4 separate regions of the Zea mays genome follow, and regions 2, 3 and 4 are each linked to region 1. The links are chromatin contacts, called in public Hi-C maps. All regions are on one chromosome and are shown on one strand. Each heading gives the region's core, a stretch centred on a gene start, on an enhancer-like site or on the middle of the called end of the contact. The rest is flanking DNA. Distances are from core to core; before and after follow the strand shown.

Region 1 (2,969 bases), core at 314-2,813:
TTACACCATAGATGGGCCGTGAGAAATCACTCAAGCCCAACATGACAGGAAGCCACGTGCAGCGCTGCGCTCCCATATAGTACCACTTTGCTAGCTAAAGGAGGGCGAGCGATCGAGTGGGCTATAAAAAAGGGTCAGGCTTCTTTTCAACTCATACCTTTCTCGGCCTTTTGGGTGAGATAAAGTGTAATATTTGTTCTTATCAGTTTAATATCTGATGTGGACCATATGTTCACTTTGATATTAAATTTATTTTTATGGGTGTTAAATATGAGTGTGTGTGCGACGGGCATTGACTATATACAATATTAATGTTCGCTCCGAAGTGAACTACAGCAAACTTGAAGTATCTTTCCACGTGCTGTGTGAAAGAAAATATATGGATGGTAACATATGAGCAGACACATTTGCAGGAGCTCCTTTCATGTACTCCAAATCATTATGTTAGTACATAAACTGATCCATTCACAGGGAGTAATCATGGAATGTGATTGTGTAAGATGTTGAAAACAACTGGATCGTATGAGACTACATAAGATTTCATAAGACTAAGACCATTCATGTCATCTTATTGGATTTACCAGATGCAACATCATGTCAGCACGTTAAACACAAGCAACCAGATACTGATTCCAATAGCCTGATTGCTAGTATGATAGAGTAGGATTAGCAAGATGCAAAATCATTATATCACTTGAAATTTGGCACAGGTAGAGCTGCCCTCGTCATGGTAGCCGCTAGTTGGATAGTTAAACTACTTAGCCAAAACAAAGGATGGAAAACTACAAACAAAATATGGAAAACCACATTAAAATAAGAATGAGTTGCTATAAGCGCCTGACATATGCAAAGATTCGAGGCATGATACAATAAGCACATGAAATGGCAGGATCTCGTCACTGTGATCCCGGCAGCAGCTAGAAAACAAAATCCACGCAGAGCAACGGCTCCACCCCAGCTTTCCATCAGCCCACGCACCTCCAATCTCAGAGATCTAATCCATCGCACCTCGGTCTACGATCTCGAGCAGGCGACCGAGCGCGGATACACGCACCGCCCGTCTCGAATCCTGATCCAACAGAAGGAGCAGAGAGGAGGGAAGAGAGGCCCCACACGAAGGACGGTAAGCTACCTGCTCCGTCGGAGTCCTAGGGTTACGGTGCCGGCCGGATCGCCGCCGGGGACGGGCGTACGAGTCGAGGGCCTGCGGTAGCGAGCCGACGCGTGAACCGAGTGTGGAGCAGGGGGGCAGGGGAGAGAGACGCAGCCACCGGGACCCTGCTCCTGACGACGAAGGCGCGGCGGCGGCGGCGGCGGCGGCGGCGGGAGGTGGGGTCAGGCTGGGGTTGGGTCGCCGAGACAGCCGCTGTCGGAAGGCGGAAGGAAATCCGAATGAATCGGGACAGGCCGTGAGATGCGACGGCGTGAGGTGTTAGTTTTTCCTTGCCGGGTTCGGGCTTCGGCGGGCGGGCCGGTCCGCGGGTACGCCGCGTGGGCGGGCTGAGCCTGCGCTGGAGCTGCTCGTGAAAGCCGCGCGCCAGCTGCAAAGCGGTAGCCGACCAGTGACCACGCCACGGGCTTGGCCTTGGTGGGTTGGTGCCACCGTGACCGTGGGCTGTGGACGCTATTTCTTGTCCCCCCCTCCCTTTTCTTCCTTTTCTGTAAACGTCCTCCATTTCCGTTTCTCCAACATCTCCATTTTAAAATAAATACAGTTCTTGTTTGTTTATGGATTAAATGTTTTATATTTAACAAAATATATATAAATTAAATATGTTCTTAAATTTCTTTAGAGAGATAAATGTTATTAATATTTTATGTAAACCTGGTCGATCTTTAAAAAAAGTTTAATCAACACAAAACTTGTTGTGACACTTATTTTAAGACAAATATATATATATATATATATATAAGGGCCTGTTTGGCATGGCTCCAGAGCAAAACTCCAAGGAGGAGCTGGCCAGAGCATGCCAAACACCCTAACTCCAGAGTTGTAAACTCTATGGAGTTTTTGGAGCTGTAGTACAATTTTTTGGAGTACCTCTTTTGCTGCTCTGAAAACTCCAAAAAAGCAACCTAGTCATGGAGTTTTGAGTTATTTACCCGCCATTGCCACTAGTTATGAGAAACAATCTAAACTATGGAGCAGAGCTGCTCCACCCAGAGTTTTAGAGTAGAGCTGCTCTGGGGTGGAGCAGAGCCATGCCAAACACACCCTAAGTATCACTTAGATGATTTTAGAATCCCTTTGGCTTGTAGATTTTGATTTGGATGAGCTGATTTGTGCTCAATCAGAAACAATTGCCATGTTTGGTGGTAAGGAATTTGCTGAAATAGAAACTCGATAGTAACTTGTAACTGATGTTTGATTCGACGCTTTGAGAATCCCATATATTTGCATACGTACCTATAGGAGAAAGACAATAATGAAGATTGACTACATACTTGTCTCCACAAGTTGCATCTTAATACGGACATAATAAGGGTGTGTTTGGTTTCCACTTCCTAAACTTTAGTCACTTTAGTCCATGAAATATCAAACAGGATAAATAAAAATAGGTCTTCTAAATAAAATTTCTAGGAACTAAAGTTTAGAAGAGTGGCTAAAGAAATCAAACACTCTATAAATCAAACTTGTTAACCAAAGCTAATAAAAGACAGTCAAGTCTATTTTGCTTATCCCATATGAAAAGGAATAAGCATATGTGATTCGGTATGGTTAAGGGTTTAATGGTATTTAGGGTTGAAAATGGACGGGTAAAATCTCGTTTCGGCATATCGTTTTCTATATTTAACCCGTTTGTTTTCATATTTGCGAGAAAAATCGGAACGGAACGGAAACCGAGATGGAACTCGTTTTTAGCCGGGTTTAACTTGTATTTGTCCTATATTTGACAAGTTCAAGATCAGACCAATAAGCATTTATATGTTATCTAAACCCTCGTAGCCATTGGCTCTTCTCAATAGCA
Region 2 (2,969 bases), core at 276-2,775, 250 kb before region 1:
TTCTGGTGCCTTGCTCTATTCATAAAAAAGGGCACCAGGCTTGACCATACTGACATATACATGCATCTTCCTGAATACGAGGACAGTTATTGCCGCTGAAGAAACAACCTTTGGCACATTGTTGCACTGTATTTATATGAGGATTACCTAGTTAGAATTATCGATTAAGTACTTGGGATGCAAGTGATATGATCTCATCTAATGGCAGAGTGACCTAATTTAGCTAGTTGATCTCATATTTGATTGCTACAATAGATCAACTAGCTAGTTACTGGCAACTATCAAAACATTGTGAACAATGGGTTTGTACTGCAGGACCTTGGCTTCGGGGTGAACAAACGAGGTGAAACGTGGGAAAGGGTTACTCAAATTCGTGACAAATTTGAATATGACAGAGAAAGGAGAATGAGAGAACGAGGTAAGTTCATATTTGTTTGTACCAGATGTTTTTTTTTTCGTTGATGATGTTTTTGTCTTCAAGGTTATACACATAAAATTTAAATGAATGATATGAGGTATTGTTTCTTGCAATAAATGACAGCTCACTCCTTTTGACAACTCATCAAAATATACTGTTATAGATAGTTCTGCATGTTAAGTTCTTGTAATATCTCCCTGTTTCTTGCAGCATTTGCTCCCATGAACACTGAGAACAATTATGCTCGGCGTGACCCAAGATTTAGAAGCCAGGATGATTCAAGTTTTGCTCATACGAACATGAGTGATGATTTTGGCTTGCATGTTCAAACTTTTGGAAACCGTTCTGATCAAAGTTATGAAAATGAGTCAAATTTCAGGAATAAGCGTGATTCAAGTTTCCAACATGAACCAAGTGACAGAAACCAGCGTAATTTAAATATCCAAAACGAACCAAGTTTCAGAAACCACCGATATCCAGATTTCCAAAACCAAGGTGGCACAAGAAGTCAGACATTTGATGAGTAGAGGGTGAAAAAAAAGTGGCTACTGATTTGCTGGCAACGTGAGCATGCTGGTTTTGCTGATTTCTGTGGTGGCTCGTATGAGATGTTGTAATTTATTCTAAAATGATTGGTGTAAGAAATTATCTCTTGTGGTAGCTGGTTGCAACAAAATAGAAAGGAAGAGATCTGCTGTTATAATCTTGTAATATACGTTGGCTACTTACTAAGCCAAAAACCGTAGGCATTGGATTTTGGGCTTGCACGTTGCTGAGCAAGTTAAAAGTTGGAATAATGAGGCTAATTTCCAAATCTGCCTTTGCAAAAAGAATGCAGGTTGCTCCTAACGTATCTCAACAAACTTATTTTCTGCTTGCATTTGAAATGCGCATTTGTTTATTTCTTTAGGTTCACCGGCAACAATGGTAGTGGATTCGATTTGATCGTCGTGTCGTGTTTAGATTTTTTTATTTTGTTTTATAAAGCAACGTTTCTAGTTCTCCCACAAATGGGCCCAATTCAGCTACAGAGACAAGCCCAATTGAGCTACAGAGACAAGCCGAATAATCTAGGCCCACTGTGTGCAATGCGGTGTGGTTCACTGCGAAGATATAATGATGAGCCAGCAGGTTGGACGGTCGAGATTCTCCAAATCCTAGTAGCCGACTAGCCGTCCGCGCAAAACCCTCCCTGCTCAGACTCGTCTGCTGCAGCTCCTCCTCCGCCGCCGTATCAAACGCACTCTCCTCCGCCGCCGCCCGAGGCAAGATGGTAAGCTCTAATCCCCTCATCTTCAGCTTACTCAAGATCCGAATTTGTTGCGCCGCTCATCGCCATCGTGCTCGATCGGATCCTGAGATTGATTGGTTGCGCAGGTTCTCCAGAACGACATCGACCTTCTGAACCCGCCGGCAGAGCTCGAGAAACTCAAGCACAAGAAGAAGCGCCTCGTCCAATCCCCCAACTCCTTCTTCATGGTACTTGTTCTTATCCCTAATATTCTCCCGTATCTGTGGTGGGTGTAAACTAGGCCGTTTTCCGTTCACCTTTTCTCTATCCCCCATGTGTTAATTGTGAAAAATATTATTTTTGTGTTGCAGGATGTCAAGTGCCAGGGATGCTTCAGCATGTAAGTTTTCCTACCGCTCATATTTCATCCAAGGGTTGGATTTGTCTGCATCTCGTCATTGATTAATTGTGGTTTACCATTGAACCTGGCCGGTGCATGTGTTTGGCCTAAAGCCCTAAACTGAGGTTCTTTTGAACTGAAATATTTTTCCTGTTAGTAAATAATTTATCCGAGTGTAGCTATTATCACAGTCACAGTGATGGGTGAAGGCTAATATGTTACTGATACATTGGGACAAAGAAGACTAGCCTGTTAGTAAGCTGTTGTTAGATGCTTTGTATTTATTGTTGCACGGCGATCCATATTATGAAGTTATCTTGTTTGACCTCCAAGATGATTATGTGTAATTTTGCATAGTCTATAGTAGCAACTTTCTACAAGTTAAGGTATTAAGTAGAGTTTGAGACAATGTTTGTAAAAGCTGTTAATAGCCTGTTACTGGTCCAATTCTATTTTTTTTGCTTATTTGTTTGTACGTCAATGTTGAATACATATTATGGAGTTGGACTGTTTGGCCTGCAAAATGTTTTTCTGCAGTTTTACAGCCTTTTTACCTTACATGGTTAGTGTATAGTAGTAACTTTCTACAAGTTAAGGTATTATTTAGAGTTTTGGGAAGCTGTTTATAAAGTTTCCTTATCTTTTCTTGGTAGCTGATTTCTTCATCTTTGGTCACCAGCTGGTAGCTGTCGTGTTAATTGGAGCAACATTTTATTTTTCTTGGTCATTAACAATTTGTTGAAATTGACTTTGTGAGTTATAGAATGTAACTAGCGAAACCCTCAGTAGTTTATTATCACCATTATCGCTTGCTCCCAGTGTACTCATTTCTTTCCATTTGGTATTTGAGAAGTGGCAGTGGATTTTCTCTGCACTGTGTAATATGTTATTTAAGGACCCTCTAGAGAAGGGGGTGGTTT
Region 3 (2,969 bases), core at 179-2,678, 190 kb after region 1:
TAATTCGAGACCCATTTGTCGTTACGAAACAGATCGATGATTTACGATAAAATTTGTACTCATTTACGCTGTTTTGGTTCACGTTTTACGCTAAAATCCACCCGATCCAGAACCCGCGCACGATCGGGTGCACACGATTTTTACGCCGTAATTTTAGGCTCCGTTTGCTGTTACAAAACAGATATAGGAATTACGCTAAATTTCGTACTCATTTACGCTATTTTAGCTCACGTTTTACGCTGGAATCCGCCTGAGCCAGAACCCGCGCACGATCGGCTGCATGCGATTTTTACGCCGTAATTTTAGGCCCCGTTTGCTGTTACAAAACAGATATAAGATTTACGCTAAATTTCGTACTCATTTACGCTGTTTTAGGTCACGTTTTACGCTGCAATCCGCTCGAGCCAGAACCAGATCGAGCGCGCGTAGATATACCTGACTGGGGCTTCCCATACTAATGGAAGCCCAGGGCTCCCATTACCATCACCCTATATATATATATATATATATATATATATATATATATATATATATATATATATATATATATATATATATATATATATATATATATATATATATATATATATATATATATATATATATATATATATATATATATATATATATATATATATATCGCCACTCGTTTAATTAAAAGTTAAAACGATTACTACTTTAAAACAGAGGGAGTATAATAGTTGATACCGAACGTTTCGACTCCAACATAATCAATACCGGTTGTAACGTCTGTGGGTCGATATGATGCAATGTAAGACGTAGGTATGCACGTACGATGCACCCCAGTCTGAGAAGGAAGATGAAGTGCATGATCCCTACCCTTCTCTGAAACATCATCGTCTACAAGTGGGGCCAGCTATGAAGGACAGTGTGAATCAAGGTATGTTTCACGGCTACAAACGGACAGCAGTTTGAGATGTGGCTTCATTCCTGTTGGCATGTTAGTGTTAGGTAAACTCTCTCACTCTAGAGAGACGCAATTTAAAGACAGTCCGTTATTACGACGCCGACTTCGCCGAATCTGCGGTGTGACTCAGGGATCGCCCTGATAGTCAATGCGACGACGATGCCTGAACATGTGTATACATACATTTACTAGACCATAATGCATATAATACAAATAACACACTCCTTTCTTTTCCTCGATATCCTCTTTGCACCTATACTATCCCCAACAGATTACTCATCTTATCTCACCTCCACCTCCTTTTTTTTAAAAAAAAAAAACTTCACTCTGGAACAGTCTATAATACAAAACGACTGTATGCACAATGAGCCCAATCCCAGACAACCGAGTGCTGGTTATCTCGAAAGCCGGAGAAAGACCTGAAAGGGACTTGCAATATGTACAAGTCAGCAGATTAGGTATCTGATTCCACAACGCGTGAAGCATACGTCTCAGCGACCCGTCTGTAGCAGCACGGGGGAATGTTGACTCATCTCAACAGAAAAAAGGTACCACAGGAAACACCACCCATATAATGTGACCAAACAAACAAAAATAAAAATCCATATACGGCACCAGATACGCATCAGGACCATGTGCATGCAAAGACCCTGAAGAAACATATCAAGTGCAAATTTCAGACGAACAAGAACGTTCCAGAGGGGGAAACCACCACCACTTACTCCGCGAGACGGAAAAAAAATGTACCCTCATATATGTACCAAACCACAGAGACCAAGAGTATAGAGCTATATACGCAGGCTGAAATATATATATATATATATATATATATATATACAGCGCGAAAGCAACGAGCAGTCCAACACAACACACACCACCCTTATTCCCCCCCTGATCACACACAGCCACGGCGGCAGCACTAGCAGGAGTAGTGCGGGTGGTGCATGGACCTCTTCATCTTGTCGAGGATCCCGGCGGCCTTGCGCCGCGCCCTCGACGTGCCGTTCCGCGCGAGCCAGCCCAGGGACCCGTTCAGCTTCTCGTGCTCGGCGACCTCCCGCAGCCTGGTGCGGTCGTACACGCAGACCGCGAAGAGCACGGCCGCCGCGTTCTCCTTGTTGCGCTTGCACGGGTCGTCCTTCACGACGTGGAGCATGGAGGCCACGCCGCCCGTCTCGCCGACCTCCTCCACCGCCTCGTGGTCGCCCGACAGCAGCGCGAGGACGGCCAGAGACTCGTCCACCAGCGAGCCGGAGCCAGAGCCGTCCCCGGCGCAGGCGACGGCCCTCAGCGTCACGTCGACGGCCCCGCTCTTGGTGGCCCGCGACTTGTTCTCGTGCAGCGTGCACAGGTTGAAGATGGCCGAGGCCGCGTCTTTCCTCGCTGCCGTGCTGCCGTGCTCGAGGAGCTCCACCAGCGGCCTCATCGCGCCGAGCTCGCCGATCCTCGCCTTGTTGCCGTCCAGCGCGGATAGGCTGAAGATGGCGGCGGCGGCGTTGCTCCGGGCCTCCATGGTTCCTGACTGTAAGGCCTTGATCAGGAACGGGACTGCCAGTGGGTCGTCTCCAATGATCTTCTTGTTGCTCTCGTGGATAGAGAGATTAAGGATAGCTGTCACCGTATCCTCCACAACTTCTGCACTGTTTTCTAGCTCTGGGCTGGACGCTACGGAAATCATCTGCGAGATTGAATCCGGTCTCTCTCCTATCGCTGCTCTTAGTGAACTGTTGCACTTAGTCCGCAGCCTGAGCTCTTTAATGGCTTCCCTCTGCTCAGACAGGTCTGACGACGACGATACGATCCTCTCAAACAGTTTACGAAATGTCTCCCGCTCATTGTTTGTAACCAGATCTTCATCTTGGTTCTCAACCGGTGGCAGAGTGATCCCGTTGTCTGTGCACCACTGTGAGATCATGCTTCTCACAAGGTGGTTCGGGGTGATAATTGTGTTCGAAAGGACTTGTTGAGTCTGTGGGCATGTCCGGTTTCCAGCGCTTAACCATTCTTGAATGAAACGACGATCATACGTCTGCACAAGGAG
Region 4 (2,969 bases), core at 351-2,850, 170 kb before region 1:
TTAATTTTTATTTTTCCTGTAATTAGACTAAAAATTTTCACAAAAAAAAGAAAAAAACAATCTCTCCTACCTAACCTACTGCTTTGGGTGGATTGCTTAGATACTCATGCGCACACATTTCAACAATGTAGATTAGATAAGAGGATATAGTTTTTCTTCAAATCAACTGTAAACCATGAAACATTTAAGTCAACCAACAAACAACTTCAGAAGGTACACCAGATGGATGAACTAAAGTGTAACAACTTGAGGGGCGCAGCACAATAAATTGTAGTTAGGTTTACACTAATCAATTTTCATAGAATAAGAAACTTAGATTTAAAGTTACCACCGAAGAACACAACATATTCATCCTCACATATCCATGTACAACATATAAATGAAATATGAGTAGCCATTAGACATATAACATCTATAATTTCGGCAGATGCAACACACCTTAAACAACAGGAGCTGCAAATCCCAGGTCATAGAACCAAATTATTTCTACAGACAGTATCCCCATGTGCACAACAAGGTTTGAAACATTCTGGACCATTGGTCCATACATGCCAGCATTGAATGTGAAGCAATGTAGCATCTCACTCTTCCCCCCCTCAAAAAGGACCGCACCCCACTCTTTTCCCTTCAAAAAGGACTGCACCTCGCTGTTCGGACCGTACAGATGCACATTGTAGCCACTACGAATACAGTCTTCCCTGTGACAATATCAGTAGTAGCATTTGATTTGATCACCCGTGTTTTCATCAAATAACAAATGTCATCTTACATAGTCCTACGATCTTGAACTATTCGAAGAGACGGGTTCCTGAGTGCCTTTCCCTTTGTACTACCCTCTTTCTCCCCCGTGTTCCCCACGAGCGAAACCACACGCATCGTGTGAGATTTTGACCAAGCCAACTGCAGGCAACAGGACAGAAGCGCAGATTCTGTCCATCAGCCTCGCAAGTCGCAATGCGGTAGTAGTACTGAAAGAAAGAGAACAAAAAGTGGCGAACCTGACAGCTACGGGGGTCGGGTCGGGTGGACAGACTGATTACTGAAGGACGACAAGGCTTTTCTGCACCCAATCATTCTCGTTTCTCTGGACAAGAACTGGACCGCCTATACAAACCCCATATCGCCATTTTTTTGTGGAAAAAAAATATATATCTCGGCGCAGCAGATACGAAGAACTCTCACGACACCCCAAATTAATATAAGTCGCCAAATGAAATTAGAGCGATGTTCTCCGAAATTGGCCGTGAATATCGCAAGTGAATAGAGTAGAGAAGAGGAGTGGAGCAGCCGAACCAGGGCGAGAAGGAGGTTCCTAGGGGAGTGGAACTGCTCCCAGTCCCGCTCCGTCGCGAAGTCCGCCATCCGCTTCCGCAGCGTCTCCAGGCTCACAGCTGCCGCCGCCGCCGCCGTCGTCCTCACCTCGCCATCGCGAACATTGCCGCCCTTCTCCTCCCTCTCCATGCTCACCTCCTCCTCCGCAACGTTCATCTCCGCCCTAGACTTGAGATTTAATTTTGTTTTCTAATTCCTCCTCGGCCGTGGGGGACCTAGTAGCACTAGTTATTATGGAGGAAGTGAATAGGTCAATGCGGCGAGGAAGAGAGAGGGAAGAGGGCAGGAGGCTATAAATAGGGGGAGGCTGGGAACAGTCATCACTGGGGCTGTGGCCAGCACAGTACAAGTTTCTTTATTTGGCAACGCGTGGGGTTCATATCTGGGCCGGCCCGCCCGCAACGGAACGGACAATAGAGATCATGGGCCGTCCGCGCGCTATTTCCTTTCTGCTGTGCTGGGAGAAAATACTGTTCATCATGAGAGAAAAACGATATTTTCTTAAAAAATACTATTCAGATCACTTTTTTTAAAAAAACTTTTACAAACATATGGAGTATTATTAATATTGTTTTATGTATTACAGCAACTTACATAATACAATATCAATCCCTAGAATATATTCCCTTCGTTCTAAATATCTAAATTATAAGACGATTGACATAGGTTTAGATATATACTATACTATGTCTAAATAGATAACAAAAGCAATGTATCTAAAAAACGAAACATCTTATTATTTAAAATAGAAAGGGATAAGTTTGTTCACAAATGCTAGTCTAATTCCTAAACCTCTTGCAAGAATATGATCGGGGTGATTGATCTTTTTTGAATAAGGAGCTATAAAAGTGGAAATATAGTTGGTTTGAAATCGGCTTAGCATCTCGACAGACAGGGAGAAAAGAGGTGGAAAATAGGTGTTAAGAAAAATACCATGGAATGATGTTAGCATATACTAGCCAGTTATCCGTGCTTTGCTACTGTTGTTATATATCATATAAATATATATTGAGATATTTATTCAAATATAATTATTGTTCATTTCTAAACACTAAGATATGTATGGTCTGGTGGTTAGCCCTAAATTTCTGGATCAGGGAGCGTGGGTTTGAGTGCTTGCTTTGCACTATTTTTTGCGCGGTGTGGTAGCTGCGCGGACGGGGCAGACGCAGTAGTTGGCTGCGCGGGCGCTGGGGATCCATAGGGCTCTAGCTAAGAGAGCAGGCCCGCTGGGCGTGGTGCCCACAGGGCACAACACGAGGCGGGGCGCGTGGGGCGAGAGAACCGGTCAGGGCGGGTCCAGAGTGTCAGCGCAGTGGCTGAAGCCGTGGTAGCACCAGACGCCTACATTAGGTTCTTAATATAGTAGTATAGAAGCCCACTATAGTATCATTAATTCATTATAGCTTCATTATGATATTTTGATAGAGTCGACGTTGAAAGTCGCATAGAGGGGATGAATAGGCGAAACCTAAAATTTAACTTAAAACAATCGAAAACTTGATCTAAGATATGTAATCTTGAATGATAGAGCAAGATGGTTAGTCCGAGAATTAGCTAAGTTCAATACTTCTATTGTTGTAAAGAAGATTGTAGAATTTAGACTTAGCAACAATACGAAACAATAAGAACTTAGG

Evidence for each region. Hi-C and Micro-C count contacts between places; a contact is called where the count stands out from the background.
Region 2: a Hi-C map of ear shows a contact between it and region 1, with 1.8 times the contacts expected there. The contact joins the promoter of LOC103627157 here to the promoter of LOC100502245 in region 1. A contact is called at or near these places in 5 of 25 Hi-C or Micro-C datasets (ear, endosperm, leaf and 1 more).
Region 3: a Hi-C map of leaf shows a contact between it and region 1, with 5 times the contacts expected there. The contact joins the enhancer-like site here to the promoter of LOC100502245 in region 1. A contact is called at or near these places in 3 of 25 Hi-C or Micro-C datasets (ear, leaf and tassel).
Region 4: a Hi-C map of leaf shows a contact between it and region 1, with 4 times the contacts expected there. The contact joins the promoter of LOC100282064 here to the promoter of LOC100502245 in region 1. A contact is called at or near these places in 8 of 25 Hi-C or Micro-C datasets (bundle sheath, ear, endosperm and 3 more).

The regions. Positions count from the first base shown.
Region 1 is chr5:164,188,335-164,191,303 of Zm-B73-REFERENCE-NAM-5.0, forward strand. It overlaps LOC100502245 (Polyadenylate-binding protein-interacting protein 3), which reads right to left and starts at 1,564. Exons shown (of 15, transcript XM_008646000.4): 1 at 1,133-1,564. It overlaps LOC111589480 (U2 spliceosomal RNA), which reads left to right and starts at 154; the gene lies at 154-356.
Region 2 is chr5:163,942,038-163,945,006 of Zm-B73-REFERENCE-NAM-5.0, forward strand. LOC103627157 (40S ribosomal protein S27) reads left to right here and starts at 1,526. Exons shown (of 4, transcript XM_008647462.1): 1 at 1,526-1,691; 2 at 1,796-1,897; 3 at 2,021-2,049. The coding sequence starts at 1,689. LOC100276742 (Os02g0478550-like protein) reads left to right here. Exons shown (of 5, transcript NM_001150458.2): 4 at 316-418; 5 at 629-1,265. The coding sequence ends at 945.
Region 3 is chr5:164,380,238-164,383,206 of Zm-B73-REFERENCE-NAM-5.0, forward strand. LOC100284415 reads right to left here. Exons shown (of 2, transcript NM_001157310.2): 2 at 1,777-2,957. The coding sequence ends at 1,848. Among protein-coding and RNA genes, the nearest start is that of LOC100284415, 4.3 kb to the right of the region's middle. Within about 2 kb of position 1,429, at least 18 of the 20 cell types and tissues checked have an H3K27ac peak or open chromatin away from gene starts, as enhancers often do. A contact at or near this core is called in ear, leaf and tassel, where this site is marked.
Region 4 is chr5:164,017,759-164,020,727 of Zm-B73-REFERENCE-NAM-5.0, forward strand. It overlaps LOC100282064 (RS21-C6 protein), which reads right to left and starts at 1,601. Exons shown (of 2, transcript NM_001154977.2): 1 at 1,294-1,601. The coding sequence starts at 1,488.